Regions from separate parts of the Hordeum vulgare genome. Here all the other regions are linked to region 3. A link is a contact called in public Hi-C data. All regions are on one chromosome and are shown on one strand. Each heading gives the region's core, a stretch centred on a gene start, on an enhancer-like site or on the middle of the called end of the contact. The rest is flanking DNA. Distances are from core to core; before and after follow the strand shown.

Region 1 (3,230 bases), core at 703-3,202, 810 kb after region 3:
CGTGGAAGGGGCCACGATGCTCACCTCCGGCGAGCATTCCCTGGAGAAGTGGCTGCCTTGCGAGTAGACGTGGAAGCCGGGAATCGGCTGCGTGCAAGACGCGCGCGGTGATCCCGGAAGCATCATCCGAGGATATGTTGACGAGCCCATGTTGGCTATGGTTTACCCCTAGGTACAACAAGGCCTCCCTCGTTGCTGCCTTCACCCGGACATTGGTGTCTTCCTGATGCGCAGCGGCGGCAACAGCTGCCTCGCCCCTTGCATCATGTGCGTGCCTCCGACCCTTCCTCTTGGCCGACTCCACGACCCGCTCCTCGGGCATCAACTCCTTCTTCTTCTTTTTGGGCGGCGCGGCGGCCTTGCGGGGGTGGGGGCGCGGGCCTTGCCTCTGGTTACGGCGGCGGCGACGAACGAGGCCATGGAGGGCGACGGCAGCCTTGAGGTTGTCGTCCATGGCGGTGGGAGCGGGCGCGGGAGCGAGCGGGGTGGTTTGGGGAAAATGAAGGAAAAAAGTGGTCGTTTGTCGCCAACTTACGGGCCAAGGAGGGAAGTAGACGTGCGTCGTGCGCGTTCGCTTCATGTCCGCGTCGACGTAAATCGGACTCAAAATTGGACCGGGAATGGATCTGTAGGCGGACAAAAACGGACGCGCGTTCGTTCGAATCGGCGCGTTGGGTCAACTTTTTGTCCGCGCTGATCCAAACGGACGACGACGGAGTATCATGGGTAGTATCATGCATGCCAATTAGGCAATTTCAATGACGTTGCATGGAATTAAATGAAGAATGAGAGGGTTGAGTATTATATCATGATACCGTATCATATTAAATGATATACTACTATGTGTCTTACATGACAATAAATGAACTACTCTATGATACTCCCTCCGTCAAGGTTTAGAAGGTGTGCATAGAAATTCTCTAGAACCTAGGTGGTTATTGATTGGATGTGAAATGAGTTAAAAATACAATTCACACTATGCATGCATATAGAAGTAGTATAATATAGTACTACTAATTACTCCCTCCGTTCCAAAATATAAGACATTTTAGAGGTTTCACTAGGAGACTATATACGGAGCAAAATGAGTGAATGTACACTCTAAAATATGTCTATATACATCCGTATATAGTTTATAGTGCAATCTTAAAAAGGTCTTATATTTAGAAACGGAGGAAGTAGATGCTATGAATAAATGCAATGCACCTTAAATCTTATCTATTGTGAAAATACACGTAAATTTAACCGTGCCTTCCAAAATCATGACGTGACAAAGATAATATGCATTACAGATGTGGTACCATAGACTAGTATTATATGCATGATACTAATACCTATATCAACCAGTCTAAGTTTCTTAAGTTTAATATAACTTTATATTAATTTTAATATAAAACTGAGACAGTCATTTTAAGATGGAGAGAGTACGTACTACGGAGTACATGTGTTCCGGCAGTCCCCCAGGCCACGGGCGCGCGCGTAGGTCAGGCGCGGCGCTCAAAACCCGGCTCGTAGCAATCCATCCGGGCCTCGGAAGTCGGAAGCGGGAGGAAAGAGAAGAGAGCCGCAGGCGAAGCCAAGCAGCCAAGCGAGGAAGATGAGGCGGCGCGAGACGCGGGGAAGGGAGGAGGGTATTGGTGCTGGGCGCTGCGGGCGTTTGTCCGCAATTAATGGCGCACCTGGACATGACAGGAGGCGGCAGCGGGGGAGTCTTGATTGCCGCCATCAATACGCATTCATTTGCGCTGCCGCATCTCGCTGGCCACAACAGTTTGCGCGCAGTGGCTGGATTTGGCGGCATCCATCAAGGACCAGCGGCGACCGAGGATCGAGAGAGAGAGAGCGCTCCATGCCCATGCCCATGGCCGCATTCATGCGCGGGCAGGGCGGGACCCGACCTCCACCACCAGCAGCCCCCGTAGGAGAGTGTATGTAGAATGCAGTGCAGGCAGGGAAAGGTGTTTGACTGTTCTAGGATGCTGTTGTTGGGGGCCACCTGTGAGACTATGGACAGCCCTAAACCTCACCGATCTGAAATGGATCGGTCGCCGAAAACCTCACCGTATCTCCTCTTTCTCTCAACGAAGGGACCTCACCTCACCATATTCGTGACTGGACGCTTGCATTACTACTACAGTGCAACTAGTCGAGTGTCCCCCCGAACTGCCCAACAGTACAGCGTGCACATGTACGTACGTATTCAGGTCGACAGAGCCTGCAACGACCAAACTGCATCATGGAGCTAGCTTAGGTGGGTACTAGAGCCAGCCACGCTGAGCCCCTAGTGATTCAGCACGACGAAAAATGACCAGAAAGGATTGATCGCCTAGGAACTCGGCCATGAACAACCATATCAAACCCATAGCAGGAGTGAGATTCTAGTTCTCTCTCCCTCTCAAAGCAAAGCAAAGCAAAGCAAAGGCGCATCGAAAGAGCACAAGAAAAATCGATGGAGCTCCTCCCTCAAAAGAAGGAGACTACTCCACCAAAGAAATAGTCGGCACAACGCACGCGGCCTATACTTTTTTTCTATCATAAGGCTGCACACGCTCGCTCTTTCTTGTCTCCTGTCTCCCCACTCCCCCGCCCTTTTCGAGCAAACTCTATGTTTTGCTTTGCTGAACCCCTCCCATGCTGCAATGGCTCCTCAGTCTTCACCCTTCCCATGTCTCCTCTCTTTTCATTTTGAAGAGGAGAGTATCCTGCCTATGATGCACATAACCATTTTATAGCACATATCAGGTTAAGTCATCGACTAATACAAATAAAAAAAAAACTGAAATTACATAGCGCGTCAGCCCACACTAATTGAATAAACCATAAGCGCCCACGCTGCACCCAGACGCCATAAGCACACCGTGTCCACATGGCTCCTCTGCTCACGAGAGACGAGAGTAGGAAGGTCCACATGGCTCCTCTGCTCACGAGAGAGAGACGAGAGGAGGAAGGAAATTTGCACAAACTTGCAGCCAATGCAATGCGACGTTTTATGCTGTGATTGACCACTTCGAAAAGAAGCAGCAAGTGCTGTATTCAATCGAGGGTAAACAAAAAAGGCACATGCATGTTGCATACCACATCTAGGCTCCAGATTTATTCAGATATAAGGGGGCAAGTTGTCTGAACACCAAGTATTTACAGGATGTTGACACGTACGTAGTATGCAAGAGTCTAGAGCCGACAAAGGGGGACAATATCGCCTATGCTGTTCATCGTGTCTCACAAAATGA
Region 2 (3,231 bases), core at 701-3,200, 870 kb before region 3:
TGGTAAAGCTGCTGCCTTGTGACCATGAGGTCACGGGTTCAAGTCCTGGAAACAGCCTCTTGCAGAAATGTAGGGAAAGGCTGCGTACAATAGGCCCAAAGTGGTCGGACCCTTCCCCGGACCCTGCGCAAGCGGGAGCTACATGCACCGGGCTGCCCTTTTTTATGATTCATTAGTATGTCACTCCGTCATTCCCAAGGTATTTTTGCTTGCTTTTTTGGGCTAATTGTGTTGAGTTTCGGATTGTGGATTGATGAGCTATGTAATAATTAGGTATTGTCTGTGTTTTATTTGTTTCAGATTTATTTGGCATGGGTTTGATATTATTCAGAGCACTGCACATGCACAAATAGTGTGGTAGAATTAGAAGCTTAAAATTTAGGTATCCAAGTTTTCAGGTCGGATATAAAAACACAAAAATATTGGCTACCTAAATCTTCTCTCTCCTCCACAAAAACTGGATTTAGGTGGCAAAAAATTTAGTCTGCTGTTGGAGATACTCTTAGTCTAGTAATCACATATGTCAGGTTTTGACAAATATGGCAGAGTGTCATTATGTATATCACCAAAATGCTTCAGTATTCATTCTCAAAAAGGAAATGCTTCATTATTTTTCTACCGAAACAAACATTGATCCAAGCAGAATGTGTGATGGTAATAGATATAAGGGAAAAGGACAATAAAACGCACATAACTTTCTCAGACACGGCTAATCTCGGGGTTTGACTCACAGAAGAGAAGAAGGGAGTGTAAAAGCATAGACATTGTACAAACCTCGTTTTCATCTGGAAAAACAGAGCTCCCCATAAAAAGCATGTGCTCTGCAGAAATTCAGAACACTCTGAGATTACTATAAGCTAGAGCGTACATATCATCAGACTAGTTCCCTCCAACTTTTGGATAGCATCGAACAGAAGGCTTGGTAGTTTTAAGCTTTTAGCTGATGCATATGATCAGCCATAATACAAGATCGGTAAAACAAAGATGACAATGATTGCATACCTAGAAAATGAGCCAAGCCCTGTGCCTTTGGAGGGTCCGCAAAACTGCCCATTCCAACACACACTGCAGCAGCAGCCTGAAATTCGATGGATCATGTAAGGAAAAGCAAAACCAAACATGAAACTTGCAGGCAGCAATACTCACGGCTATCAAAATGCACCTATTCCAGAATTGCAGAAATATAGCAAAAAGAGAAAGCGTAATATCTCTTACAGCACAATCCTGAACAAATCCGTCAAGCTAGCAATTGGTTCTAACCACTTGGACACACGAATTATTCTCAACAGTTCAATTTACATTCCATCGGTTATGATCCACCTGTCTGATCGTTGCCAGTTCCACTAAATTATGCTAGATCCAGCTATCGTTCATAATAGCAGCATCACGGCCACCACAGAGGAGAGTGATCCAATGTACTAGCAAAATTAGATTGAATAGAACAAGTAGAGGTATGTAAGAGCAAAACTCATCGGTACCTTCTTAATGACCGGCTCGGAGCTGCCCTTTTCCTTCTTCCTCTTGGGCTCGCTCCCATCCTCGTCCTCCTCGCCTTCTTCTTCGTCATCGTCGTCCTCCCCGTCCTCGTCGCTATACTCTTCGTCATCTTCTTCGTCGTCCTCGTCATCATCTTCTTCGTCGTCCCCGTCGTCCATGTCCAAGTCTTCGTTGGGCTTGGGGGCAGGGCCGCCGTCGGCGTAGATCTCAGGGTCGTGGATGAGGAGGGCGCAGAGGCCATTGGCGAGGCGAAGAAGGCGGTAGGAACGGTTATCGGTGGGGGACTTGACCACCAGCTCGTCGTCGCGAGACACAGCCGCCGCCATCTCGGCCGTCCGCCGCCGCCTGTGGGTACGAAGGAGGGAGGGACGAAGGTGGTGGGAGATAGGTATGCGGCGGCAGTAGCAGCGCGGGCCTCCTCTCCTGTTTCCTTGGTTTATATCTTGGTTTTGTTTATTTAGGGTTACAAAGCTTTGGCCTACTATTTGTATCAAGGAATCGCTTCCGACGCAACACGCAAGTGCGTTCCAAACGGGGATTTATGCGACCCTACCGCCTTACCTCATTTTTATTTTACACGTCTCTCCCTAATAATAAAGCAAATTAAGTTTCTGGTCGTCCGTTGTGGCATTTTTGTGAAAACATCCTTGTCGTCTCGGGTAATTAACCCGTAGTTCTATTTTAAGTGGATACTTTAAGAAAACGTTTCGTTCTTACACAAAACCCCTTGTAGTTTTGCCTACTCAACCCGCGATCCTTTTTCACCTGAATCTGGATAGGGTCAACGCGGCGGCTCGAGCGGCTGGGGCGATGCGGCGGCTCGAGCTCCCCCTCCCCTCCCGATCCGGGCTTGGTGTGGATGGATCTGGCGGCGGGTGCGGCGTCTTGCTCCGGTGGCGACGACACCCTGCCTATCCAGAGAAAGAGAGAGTGACATGGCGTTAGGAAGAGAGGACCCAAAGGAGAAGGAGAAGGGGCACAAGGCGAGGGAGGCGATCGTGGGCGCGGATCAGGGCGAGGCGGTCCGGGTCGACGTCCACCAAGACGTCCTTGCCGTAGGTGAGGCGGTGGAGAAGCCAGTCGTGGCGACCGGCTAGGCGCTGCTCTTGCGCGCTGTCATCGACGCCGGGGAAGAAGGGGCGTTGGCAGGCCGGGAAGAATCAGGGCTCGTACCGGCAGCTCCGCTCGTGCTCCTCCACGGCATGCCGCGGCAGGGACGCAGCGTAGCCGTGCTGGAGGTTGCGGCACGCGAAGAGGACCGACCCGACCATCCTCGCGACGGCGCGGCTGCGGGTGTAGTCCTTGGAGCCGAAGAAGGGGCGTTGGCAGGCCGGGAAGAAGCAGGGCTCGTACCGGCAGCTCCGCTCGTGCTCCTCCACGGCGTGACGTGGCAGGGACGCAACGCAGCCGTGCTGGCGGTTGCGGCACGCGAAGAGGACCGACCCGACCATCCTCGCGACGGCGCGGCTGCGGGTGTAGTCCTTGGAGCCGTAGCGGGTGCACACCGTCGCCATGTGGTAGGCGTCGTGGCAGGACACGGTGTGGCAGCCGAAACAATCGCCCATCTGTCGGCATCAGGTCCGGATCAAGCCGGATGCGAGCACCATCGCCCGATCTACTACCTGGAAGCGGCAGCAACCACCCCACGCGGCCACCGAGCGCGCGGGACCCGTCGGAAAGCACGCGGAACCCCAGCACGGGAGCTGAGCGAGCGACGGCACGATAGGCGGCTGG
Region 3 (3,061 bases), core at 64-2,563:
GGAGGTTGAGGTGTTGGAACGTTAAAAATGTCAAAATGCCGAAGGGTAGCGCACTGGCGGAGGGCTGGTCGGTGCAGCCATGGGGACGGCCTCGGGCTGCGGCAGGGACCACGTGTCGTGGCACTATAGCCCGAAGGGGCGATGTAGCGGCGGCTCGCGGGTCACAGGGACTGCGTGTCATGACACTACGACCCGAAGGGGCTACATAGCGGTAGCGCGCGAGTTGGTGCAGCCACGGGGAAAACCATGGGACGGTGGTGATGCGGCCCAACGGGATGACGTAGCGGCAACTCGTTGCTTGATCAGTGGAGGGGCGCGCTGTTCTCGGGACAGCCTTCATGAAATCTACGAAGGCGCGCGTAACCCATGGGCCAGATCGATCGCAGTGCAAAAATGAGACGTATCACATGCGGGTGGGTTATCAATCTGATCATGCGCGAGGTCGGAGACGTCGCTCGATGAAGGCGGGGTGGCGGCAGAGTCTGAGATGAAGTCGACGACGACATGCATACGAGCCCAACGCGGCCAGAGCTGACAGCCGACCCGAGGTAGTCGGTGAGGCTGGCAGCCGGCATGCTCGACGCAGCCGGAGCCAGCAGCCGGCAAGGCCAACGCGACAGGAGTTGACAGCCGGCTGGGCAGATCGTACATGCGCGACGGAGGCTGGTGATGATGGAGAGGTCCCAGTTGGAGCGCGGGGGGGGGGGGGGGCAACATCTGACGCAAGGCGACGAGCGAGCAGACGCGCGGGGCGACTACTGTGAGGGACCGCCGCATTGTACGAGGCCGCCGGGTCGGAGAAAAGACCGGGTGGTCGCGTCGATGTCGGAATAGAGGCGCGGTGGTCGATGACGGCGACGGACAACGCAAACCTCTCTTAGATTGAGAAACCAAAAAGAAACGTCGATTAAAGGGACCGACAAAACAGAGAAAAGCCCTGAGTAAGGGCTCGGGAAAAGGTCTTTCTAGGGCAGCCGAGCAACACGACCGACGGAAAAACCCTAGGTACGGCCGACGCGGTCCCGAGTGACGGTCATGGAGGCGGATCGGTCTAGAGGCGGCACGGAGCAGAAGCGGCTGCGGCACATAGTCAGATGGATTCGCTGTTCAAAAATCGACCGATTAATCCCTACTCGGGGTGTGACCGCTAAGAAAAGGCCATATCGTCAGCATTAATCTTTTAGGCCGATTTATCGGTATGACAACCGATTTATCGCGAAATTTCCGATTAATCGATATGGGCCCGTGTGTACAGAAATCTGAAAATGGGCCTCGCTTCCCCCTCAAAGCACCAAATATTGCCGCTCGGTAGGCCGATAGGGTTTGCCAGATTCTATCCACACTACACAGTTCGTCCATAACGCCGCAATTCCCCATCCACACTTCCCCCTTCATGTTCCCGATCCACACCGCCGCCGCCACCCTGCTTGCCTCCAGTGGTCGGGGCTAGCCTAGTCGCCGCCTCCTCTTCACAGTCGGAGCTGCCCCACCTCTTCCCCAACAGCCCAGTCGCCGCCTCCCTTTCCATCTCGCGGCTACATCGCCATCTCGCCGGCTCCTTTCCCATCTTCGCGACCACCAGTCTCGTCGAAGCCACTCGCCGGCTCCGTGGAGCATCTCGCCGCCGCCACCACCACTCTTCCGTGACCACCACTTTCGCCCTTCCTCCTCCAGCAGCAGTGAACCGGGGCACCTTCCTGACGGTCGATGACCCGACCATCTCGCCACCGCGAGCACCGCATGCAGCAACACACCATCCCCGACCACACCGTCCTCCAGTAGCAAGCAGGCCAAAGGTTGGACCTGCTTCCATCCGTGCTTCTTTAGTGTAATTCAGGGTTGCCAGCGCATTTTTTGTTTTTTACCGTTTTAGATTCTTTGATAATTTGATGCACTATTGATTTCATGAATAGGTGTTGGTATTGACTGGTATTGTAGATTTGTAGATGATGGTAGTAGATTTTTAGATGCTGGTAATGCATTCAATTTTCTATAAATGTAGGGGATTGGTGGGCAACTTATGGACTACAAACTCCTACATTGATGCACATGGCCATGAGGATACTCAATTTGACCACAAGTTCATCCGATGTGAAAGAAATTGGAGTGTTTTTGAACAACTAATTCTCAACTTGCAAATACTCAAATCCACTACTGCTCAAATCTGATCCTTACTTTGTTTTTGACAATATGTGAATATCTAAGCTTCACTTTGCAATTTGTAGGTAGATGCAAAGAGAAGAAATAAACTAGATGTGCGTCGTAGGGACGATTTAGTTTATGTTCAATTCAATGGAAGAATGCTAGACAAGAGAAAGAAGTAGTCATCATCTTGTTATGTCCTCCTTGGTGAAGATGCTTCCACAGCCCAAGATTGGATATGCGAAGATGCTTACGTTGATGATGAGATGGAGGAAACCGAAGATGACAATGCAATGGAGCCTCGTAGAAGTCTAAGGGTGAGAGAACTACATGAAGTGGAAGAGTTCGTTTCCGATGATGAAATTGACGATGTGCCTATCAATGAGGATGAGATAGAGTTCGAGTCTGATGATGACGGGGTTGGGATAGAAGAAACCAATGACAATGGTTTGTAATTGTCTACTTATCTATAGTATTGTCCTATACTCCTATTTAAAAAAATTAAAGGCATGTTGTTTAACAGTTTCAGTGAAGATTTTTTCTATTTTTATCTTATCAGTGCCTCAAACCTATGACTTATAAAAAAACTGACCGATTAATAGTCCACCGATAAAATTGATTAATCATCCGATTTTTCGATTAATCTCTAATCTTCAACCGACCGAGACGATAAGCGATATCCCAAACAGTGGATCGGTTAAAATGATATCACGTTAGAAAGGAGAAAGGGAGAGAGATTTGGGAAATAGTTGGATTGTATTGCTTTACATGATCAATTAAAAGCAGAAGACAAACTAGAATAATTTTTAATCTATCTTATATTTTCTAATTAATACGATACTAAACAGATCTCAATGTTATTGCTCGTGCTTATGAAATTGCTTCTTCGACGAATCGACGTGCATTTCAAATTATTCTA
Region 4 (3,121 bases), core at 2-2,501, 640 kb before region 3:
ACAAATACATACAATAGGTTACAATAAGTTTGCATGCGTCACTAGTCTCTAATATTCTTTTGACTATAGGATTCGCATTTGTCCAATACCTTTCCAAGCATGGCAACTAAGTACACATGACAATCCAATCCTCCAAACCAATTCACATATCAGCACACTGCAAGACTTGTAGGTAAAGAATTAAGCGAATTACAGCTAGCCCTTTATTACTACTGAAGATGTTGGTTAACCCGCCAACTACCCAGCACCCGGCAGAAGGTGTTTTAAAGCATGCGCCATCACTCAGAAACAATGAGTTATCCAAAATCCCACCAACCAAACGCTAAAGAAGCACCACCTTAACTTCCCACCTGCCAACCAACCATCCAACACAATGCGCAAAGAAACAAATTAAGCCGCAAATGCGCATATTTTCTCTAAGCTGGAGGAAAAAAAATTCCCTTAAAAAACATGATAATTGTCCTTGAATGCCTCGCGCCATCGCCAGACACCTCGGAGGAACGAAAGAAGTTGATCTGTAGTATCCGTACGAACCAGACACTAGTGCAAGTATGCAGCATTGAGCATCGTAGTGTGGGGGCGGGGATGGGCACCTTTTGGCGCGCTTGGGGTCAATGGCTGCGAGCTCGGCGAGCTGCTCGGGGGACATGGCCTTCTTGGCCTCCAGGACGTCGGCCAGCGCTTGGGCGGCAGCAGCGTCCCTCCGCGCAGCGCTGCCGGCAGCGGAGAAGAGGCCGGAGCCGTCGACGGAGCTGCTGTAACGGTGCTTGGGGCGCGGTGGGGAGGAGGTCTCGGCGGCGCGGTCGCGGTCTGAGCCCGCGGCGGGGCCGGAGGAGATCTTCTCGATGTCCATGAACGTGGAGAAGAGGTCGTCCTCGGAGCCGATCTCGTCGAAGCCCGCGGAGGCGTCGCCGTCGGCGCCGCCGGCGATGTCGAGGTCGTCCGGGAGGCGGAAGGCGACCTCAGATCTGGCGCGGCGGTGGTGAGCCCCGCGCATGGCCGTGGCCGCCGCCGCCGCCATGGGCGGGGAAGGCGGCGGGAAGGGCCGGGCCGGCGGATCCGCGGGTTTGGGCTGCTGCATTGGGCGGTCGAGCCAGGGATTGGAGGAGGTGTAGATAGGGCGCGCAGGCGCAGGCGGCGGCTGCTGCTGCTGCTGCGCCTGTATGTTTTCCCTGTAGCTTTCGGGTTTGGTCTGGTTTTTAAGAGGTGGGGTTAGAGTGGGATCTGGGACTGTGGCCTGGCCTAGCTAGATGAGACTGGGAAGGGAAGGGAAGGGAAGGGGGATGGATGGGCATGCATGTGCATGTGCATGTCACTGGGAGGGAGGGAGGGACGACCGGACGCGTCGCCTTCTTCTCCTTGTTCTCTTCTTCTACGCACGGCGGGTCGGGTTACCATTTTTTTTTTTTTTTGCATGCTAATGGAGCCGGGATCTATCGGCACGTGCGCATGCTTGTGCGTGTCTATCGGCGCAGCCACACAGTGCCGACCGGTGGATCTTGCCCCCGACCCCGAGCTTCGCCGGTCTAGCTATGAGACATCCAACCAAGGAGCTGTTTGGGTTTCACCCACATCTTTTAAGAGAGAATTCTTCGTTGGACGCGGCTACCGTAGCTGGCGCATCTCAAGACGGCGAACAACGTATATTTGTTAGCGTCTTAAAAAAATTTAAAAGTCATAACTTTTGAACCGGTTGTCAGAATAATAATTTGTTTTTACGGGTATATTTTTTACGCGAACTCTTCAAAACTAGATCCCATATGGATAGGTTTCGACGAACTTTTTTTTAAGCAACTTTGTGTGCTATATGAGGCAACTTTAGTGATATAGGCAAGTAACTCCTTTCCCCCCTTAGTATATCTATCTATCAGCGAAGAATTTTTTTAAGTTGGTTACCACGACTAACAGTTGACTAGATTTACATCTAAAAGCTTTACATAATTAAACAATGATGATCAATTGCCTACAAATACTGTGAAATTACTCAATTTTGACGTTCAGTTGCCTACAAAATACTATAAAGTTGCTCAATTTTGATGCTCGGTTGCCTATTACTGATGGTCAATTGCCTACGGTTAATGTTCAGTTGTGTGCCATTAATGCTCATTTCTGTACTATTTGTGAATAGTTGCCATAATTGCACTCGAGTATCACAAAAAAGTGAGCAACTTTTAGTGTGTTTTTTGCGCAACTCCAGTGCATTCAACAAACAACTCATGTGTATACACACGATGCAATACATCTAGCATCAAAGTACTTCTATTTAACACTAAAGTTGCCTCATCTAGCATCGAAGTTGCTTTTAAAAAAAAAATTCAAAACATATTCATATGAGATCTCGTTTGAAGAGTTCGTCACGAGGAACCCAACGATGAAAACATATCATAATTTCGACACGCGGTTTGATAGTTATAGCTTTTTGAATTTTTTTCAGACGTGAATTAATGGACATCCAACGCATGCGGAGCCTAGCATGCACATCCGACGCATAATTTAACCATTTTAGTTTGGAAATAGCCGACCACATTTGCCTTGGTGTTGCTAAAGGGTGAAGTTATTTAACCTTCTAGTCATGATAGATAATTTTGAAGGAATTTTCGTTGATAGACGATTATACTAGGCACACTAATAAGAAGTTGCTTTTCTTTATCACTAAAATTGCCTAAATATCATCCCACAGTTGCTCAAAAAAAGTTTGTCGAAACCTATCCATATGGGATCTAGTTAGGAAGAGCTCGTCGTAAGAAACACAGCCGTGAAAACGGATCATCGTTCTAACACTCGGTTCAAAAGTTGTAGTGTTTTGAAAAAACAAAACAAATAAACTGCGTGATGGTGGGCTCGTTCCACCGAAATAGTACAGCTGCACTTTTTAGTATTTGGGTTCTTTATTTGGTCTTTTCTTAAATTTGGTTCATTTTTATCCTAATAAAAAAAGTCTTCCTCGGCTGACACTCAAATTTCATTTTATTTTTCTATATGACACTTCCGTCAGTTTTGACAACTAACACCGTTAAATACGACATGAAAAGTCCATTTTACCCCTGGTGTAGTTTGTGATCAAAATTGTGAACTGGAAGTCAAAAGTTGGAAGATTGGATAAAACCTTCCTTGTATTTTG

The links. Hi-C and Micro-C count contacts between places; a contact is called where the count stands out from the background.
Region 1: a contact with region 3 is called in a Hi-C map of leaf, with 4 times the contacts expected there. The contact joins two enhancer-like sites. A contact is called at or near these places in 2 of 6 Hi-C or Micro-C datasets (leaf and seedling) and 1 of 1 datasets of contacts at active chromatin or transcription factors (embryo).
Region 2: a Hi-C map of leaf shows a contact between it and region 3, with 4 times the contacts expected there. The contact joins the promoter of LOC123448701 here to the enhancer-like site in region 3. A contact is called at or near these places in 2 of 6 Hi-C or Micro-C datasets (leaf and seedling).
Region 4: a Hi-C map of leaf shows a contact between it and region 3, with 4 times the contacts expected there. The contact joins the promoter of LOC123448702 here to the enhancer-like site in region 3. A contact is called at or near these places in 2 of 6 Hi-C or Micro-C datasets (leaf and seedling) and 1 of 1 datasets of contacts at active chromatin or transcription factors (embryo).

Annotation. Positions count from the first base shown.
Region 1 is chr4H:393,530,574-393,533,803 of MorexV3_pseudomolecules_assembly, forward strand. LOC123448704 (vacuolar-sorting receptor 1-like) reads right to left here. Exons shown (of 12, transcript XM_045125673.1): 12 at 3,068-3,230. Among protein-coding and RNA genes, the nearest start is that of LOC123448704, 10 kb to the right of the region's middle. Within about 2 kb of position 1,953, at least 3 of the 3 cell types and tissues checked have open chromatin away from gene starts, as enhancers often do. A contact at or near this core is called in leaf, where this site is marked.
Region 2 is chr4H:391,857,244-391,860,474 of MorexV3_pseudomolecules_assembly, forward strand. It overlaps LOC123448701 (nardilysin-like), which reads right to left and starts at 1,951. Exons shown (of 19, transcript XM_045125669.1): 1 at 1,479-1,951; 2 at 1,003-1,078; 3 at 775-821. The coding sequence starts at 1,823.
Region 3 is chr4H:392,724,293-392,727,353 of MorexV3_pseudomolecules_assembly, forward strand. No RefSeq gene overlaps it. Among protein-coding and RNA genes, the nearest start is that of LOC123446505, 100 kb to the left of the region's middle. Within about 2 kb of position 1,314, at least 2 of the 3 cell types and tissues checked have open chromatin away from gene starts, as enhancers often do. A contact at or near this core is called in leaf, where this site is marked.
Region 4 is chr4H:392,080,010-392,083,130 of MorexV3_pseudomolecules_assembly, forward strand. It overlaps LOC123448702 (transcription factor RF2b), which reads right to left and starts at 1,252. Exons shown (of 4, transcript XM_045125670.1): 1 at 594-1,252. The coding sequence starts at 1,081.